Linked DNA regions of Oryctolagus cuniculus: region 2 is linked to region 1. Evidence: chromatin contacts called from public Micro-C data. All regions are on one chromosome and are shown on one strand. Each heading gives the region's core, a stretch centred on a gene start, on an enhancer-like site or on the middle of the called end of the contact. The rest is flanking DNA. Distances are from core to core; before and after follow the strand shown.

Evidence for each region. Hi-C and Micro-C count contacts between places; a contact is called where the count stands out from the background.
Region 2: a Micro-C map of ear pinna shows a contact between it and region 1, with 11 times the contacts expected there. The contact joins the promoter of PDGFD here to the enhancer-like site in region 1. A contact is called at or near these places in 2 of 6 Hi-C or Micro-C datasets (ear pinna and embryonic fibroblasts).

The regions. Positions count from the first base shown.
Region 1 is chr1:95,381,946-95,384,645 of mOryCun1.1, forward strand. No RefSeq gene overlaps it. Among named protein-coding and RNA genes, the nearest start is that of DDI1, 390 kb to the right of the region's middle. Within about 2 kb of position 1,291, at least 1 of the 8 cell types and tissues checked has an H3K27ac peak or open chromatin away from gene starts, as enhancers often do.
Region 2 is chr1:95,907,756-95,910,455 of mOryCun1.1, forward strand. It overlaps PDGFD (platelet derived growth factor D), which reads right to left and starts at 1,430. Exons shown (of 7, transcript NM_001195762.1): 1 at 1,307-1,430. The coding sequence starts at 1,430.

The sequences.
Region 1 (2,700 bases), core at 41-2,540:
GACTTGTGCAGATCAATATATGACCTAGTGACTTTCAGGGAGTGGCCTGTAGTCTTTTTTTTTTTTTTTTTTTTTTTGACTGGCAGAGTGGACAGTGAGAGAGAGAGAGAGACACAGAGAGAAAGGTCTTCCTTTACTGTTGGTTCACCCTCCAATGGCTGCCGTGGCCAGCGCGCTGTGGCCGGTGCACCGCACTGATCTGAAGCCAGGAGCCAGATGCTTCTCCTGGTCTCCCATGCGGGTACAGGGCCCAAGGACTTGGGCCATCCTCCACTGCCTTCCCACGCCACAGCAGAGAGCTGGCCTGGAAGAGGGGCAACCGGGACAGAATCCGGTTCCCGGACTGGGACTAGAACCCCGTGTGCCAGCGCTGCAGGCAGAGGATTAGCCTATTGAACCGCGGCACCGGCCTATAGTCTATTTTATAGATGGATTCATTCCTCTCAAGCAATGCTTTCTGCAATGTGCAGCCTGAAGAGGAAGACACACTGCAACTGTTGCCTCCCTATCAGGTGCTGCTCCTCCTGGACTCCCGGCAGGTAGCAGCCCATGCATGCAGATGTCCTGTGTCACCTAAGTGCCAGAGTACCCAATCACCATGTGCTTTAAAGACTGGCTTCTCTAGCTTGCCAAATTGCAGGCATGACTATGGAAAAATCCCTCTTCCATGTGAGCACCCTCTCTCCCCTCCTCCATCATAAATAGATTGTTTATGGGGTGATGTAGTCTTTTGGATCCCTTATGCATAGTCTTCCAGGTTCATCAATCCACCTATAGCTTTCATGGATTCGCTTTGACTCAAGGTCAGACATTGTTGCGTTTCCACACATCCAACACCAGGGGGTGATCAAAGCACACTACACTAATGACCGCGGATCCAGACAAAGCAGAGTTCCAGCCTCCTGCAGTGCACCCAGAACAGAAATTGCAGAAGAGGCTGGGCTCGCAGAAATTCACGTCAGTGTAACTTACAACACGCCAAGAATGTTTTTAATGGCATTGCACTGTACACATGTTCAGTGTGATTCTTATAAAGTGGAGTTTCTCTTTAATGCCAAGGGGAGAAACAAATGGCATCCGCATAGAGAAGAGAAGGCAAAGGCTTGTCCTGCCTGGTGCCCCACAGTCCCCCATCCTTTACAGATGCCAGTGCAGTGTTCCTTTCCTGGTGCACACAGCCGCGCACCAACTCATGTGTTCCAGTGCAAACTGCTGCAGCTCAAGTGCCAAGAACGTTTCAGGCCAAAGGTCTTTGCCACAGCTGTGACTCTCCAGTTCTAGGAAATACTCTCATGGCAAAGTGCTTTTGGAAAGGAATGTGAGAGAAGGAAATTCAGTTCAGCTCTCCTAAGCTGCCCAGTGTCAGGGGGATGCACTGTTTGTGCTTGTCTTTTAGTCTTCAAAATGCAAGTGACTGCTCCTTTGGACCTGTATTTTTCCATTAATAAACACCAACCTCCTTTCTCCTGCTCCACTAAAAGCCTGATAAAAATCTATGAAGTTAATTTTGCTTCTTTTTGTCTGCGAAGAATCAAGAACATCACTTCTGCAAAGGTCTTATAGTGATGTTTAAGGCAAGGACATGTGGTTCAAGTTCTTCAGTGAAAGTCCATGAAAGTTGGCTTTCTCCTCTATCAAAAGGCTCCCTACCTAAAACACGAGTACATATGTCTCCACAGCCCTTCAGCAAGGTGGCTACTTGGAGGCAAATGAACTACGCATGCCCTGTTTTTCCTTTTATAAACTTTTTACTCCATTATGATATATATTGAAATGTATACAAATCATAATTATACATCGTGGTGAAATTCCATAAAATCAAGACACATATAATTATTGCCCATCTTAAGGAACAGACTGGCAGCAGATGTTGGTTGCAACAGTTGCGAAGGTGTTGGAAATGTTCATGTCCCTTGTTGGAGTGCTGGTGTGCTTGTCCCAGCTCGGATCCTGAATCCAGCTTCCTGTTAGTGTGCACCCTTGGAGACAGCGGGTGATAGCTCAAGTAGGTGAGATCCTACCGCTTACATTGGCCCCTGGATTGAGTTTCACCTATGGCTTGGCCCAGCCACTGCTATTGTGGGCGTTTGGGGAGTGAACAAGCAGATGCGTTCTGTCCTCCCCCTAGAGTTAGAAACATACCAGGGGATTCCAATTCAATCCCATCAAGGTGGCATGTACCAATGCCATCTCATTAGTCCCAGTGATCAATTTCTGTTCACAATTGATCATAATGATAGGACTAAGAACCAAAGGGATCATATAAAAAAATAGTGTCTGCAAATACTAGCTGATAGAATAAAAAAGGGAGAGAATGATCCAACATGGGAAGTGAGATGCACAGCAGACCCATAGAATGGCAGATGTCCTAAACAGCACTCTGGCCTCAGAATCAGCCCTTAAGGCATGTGGATCTGGCTGAAAAGCCCATGAGACTATTTCAGGCATGGAAAGCCAAGACACTCTGGGGAAAAAAAAAACCTAAATGAAAGATCTCTGCGAGTGAGATCTCAGTGGAAAGAATGGGTCATCAAAGAAGGAGGTACCTTTCTCTGAAGGGAGGAGAGAACTTCTACTTTGACCATGGCCTTGTCTAAATATGATCAGAATCAGTGAACTCAGGGGGGCTTCCATAGCCTTGGCAGCTCATGACAAGAGCCTAGGTTGATTACTGATGCCATAAACAAGAGTGTTAATTTG
Region 2 (2,700 bases), core at 180-2,679, 530 kb after region 1:
TTTTTTGCTTTAAGATGAAGGATTATCAAAACTGCACTGCTGGAATATTTTATACAAAAGCATTTTTATGAAGTAAGGTGACTCTGCGCTTCCCCAGCCACCACCTCTATCACTTCAAGTGCCTTGAGCACAATGAAATCCGGAGTCTACTTGTCATCAGAGAGCACAATAAAGTTTTTTTTCTTCAAAGTCCCAAAGTCTTCTGATGAAGTCCAAATTAAGAGCATACCAAGAAAGCAACTGATAAGGTAATAAGATGACTTATATGAAGTTACCAAGTCAGACAGTTAAATGTTGCCAGCCAAATATTAAGAATAGCTGTGTGTATTAGAATTTGAAGCAAGCAAGAGAGAAAGCCTTAATGTAGCAACAAACAAAAAGACCAAACCAAGGGGTCAGTTCAGGTACATGACAGGAACAGCTGCAAATCGCTGGGCCCATCAGCTGCAGCTGGGAATTGAAGAATAAATCAGCTTCAGATATCAGCAGAGGCCCCAGAAGGTAAATAAACTCAATTTAGAATCCCTGGGAGTGAATGACCCAGGTGTCCTCCAGAGTAAAGGAAAACAAGCATGCCTGCTGGGCACCTGGCTTGGGATGGCTGTTTCAAAAGCCTGACTCCTTGCAAACAGTTGGAAAGTCTGCTTGGGCCAAGAAAGGTAACAGCTGAAGCCAGCTCCCCCTGGAGCACAGATGCAGCCCCAGAAGCCCTGGGTTCAGTTTCTGAACCATGCTCACTCAGCTCCAACGTGAAAGTCCCTTAAGGGGCTGAGCCGGCAACATGCTTGCTGCCCAACACCTTGTTCTGAAAATTGAGCTTAAAGTACAGTCGCTCCACTGAAACGCATTATCCCTCGCCTCCGCATTATAAATAAATAAATAATAAACCAGCCGAAGAATGGCACTCTTGAGTCCCTCTACCTATCACCAAGGCCCGATTTTTCAAAAGGTTAAGAGCTTGCCCCAGGGGCGGCACAGCGTGCAACTTTCTCCAAGTCTGGGATAAGGCGCCCGCATCCTGGTATCAGACTCCTGGAGACGAGAATGATTTCTCTGGGGTGCAGCAAGATACCGCCTGTCCTGACCTATTCCACCTGCACATGTCCACTTCTCCTCAGTCCCATTCCGGAACAAGGGACTCTCTCAGGACTTAGGACAGGCACGGGATCCTCCCTTCCCGAACGCGGCGTTCTGCCTGGGCTCATAGGCAAGACTCCAAAAGGAGAAAACACATGCAGAAAACAATGAGGACAACAGCAAACCTGATTTCTATTCCTTAATTAAAAAAGAAAACGGCTCCTCTTACCATCTCGCCTGAGATTGGCGTTGCGCAAAGCTTTGATGGATGCGCTCTGCGGGGTGGCCGAAGTGTCCCGAGAGCTGCAGAAGTTTCCGCACACTAGAGTGTAGACGAGGATGAGCCGGTGCATTTGGGATTGGCGACCTCGGGTCAGTGTCGCTCCCTGAAAAAGCCGGGTTCCGCTCCTGGGACGGACGCCGAGCCGCCGTGCCCCTCGCCGCCTGCGCTCGCCGCGCGCTGGCCCGGGCCGCCTTGCTAGTCGCCGAGCTCGCCCCAAACTTCCTGCATGCTGAACTTTCCGAGCGCGTGTGCGTGCCGCACTTCCTTGTGCTGGTGCTCGGAGTTGATACACGGTGACGGGACAAACAACAGGTTGACGTTTGTTTGCCCCCTCCGGTGGCCAGCAGCTGCAGCACAGGCTGCAGGGAGCGGGCGGCGCCGCGGCCGGCCCGGCAGGCGAGCGCGGCAGCCGCGTCCTCCCAGGGCGGTGGCGGCGGCTGTGGTCCCTGCGCTCCGACAGCTCTCTCTGGCTGGGAGTAGCGGCGCAAGCACCCCTGCTGCCCGGGCCCGGCCCAAACCTCCTCTGCCGCCTCTGAGCATGCCCAGTTTGACAGGGGGCCAGGACGCTGCTCATTGCCCTTGACTTTACCCTAGTTGTGGGACCAGAAAGGCAACGGGGGGGTGGGGGCGGCGGGGAGTGGCCAGGAGGAAGTGGGAGAAAATACAGTCTGGGTATTTCTCCAAAGGTGACTCTCGCGTCCACCTTCAAGACGGTTCTTGCCTTGGAGGCTTGGGATTTGGGGAGGACGCATGGAATTGGGAGGAGAGTGTCTTTTACAGTAACCACATGGGATTCTACTTCATCAAGATTCTTCTGTAGGTGTGGTGAAAAAATGTTGTTGCAAGCGAGTTTGATTCCGGGTTTTTCCTTGTGGGCTCCAAACAGTGTAACTTCAGGTGAGGCAAGGATAATGTCTGGAAGCGAGGATATGAGGCCAGCGCTTCCTTTCCCCTGCCCAGGGCTGCATGCCTGGTGATGACTCAAAGTGGTGGAGTGCCAAGGGTACATCAATGGTGCTCCCATGCCTGCCCTCGCTCCCTGTACAGGACAGGGGGGCTGCAGTGCAGGGTCGGGTAGAGCAGGGATAGACTGAGCAAGGTGAGCAGGTGCCCTGAGTCTCGCGCTCCTCTGCCTTCACTGCCCGTGGAAAGAGGCAGGCAGATCCCCTCTCTTCCCTCTGTCTGGAAACCGGGCAGTCCAGAGGGGCTGGCTCTGGGTTCCAGAAACGCCCAAGTGAGTCCAGACCCCCCCCCCCCTTACTAGCCAGAACAAATTATTGGGCCTCCTGAACTTCAGTTTCTCATATTTACGAAGTGAAGTCAGCAATTCTTAGTCTGTA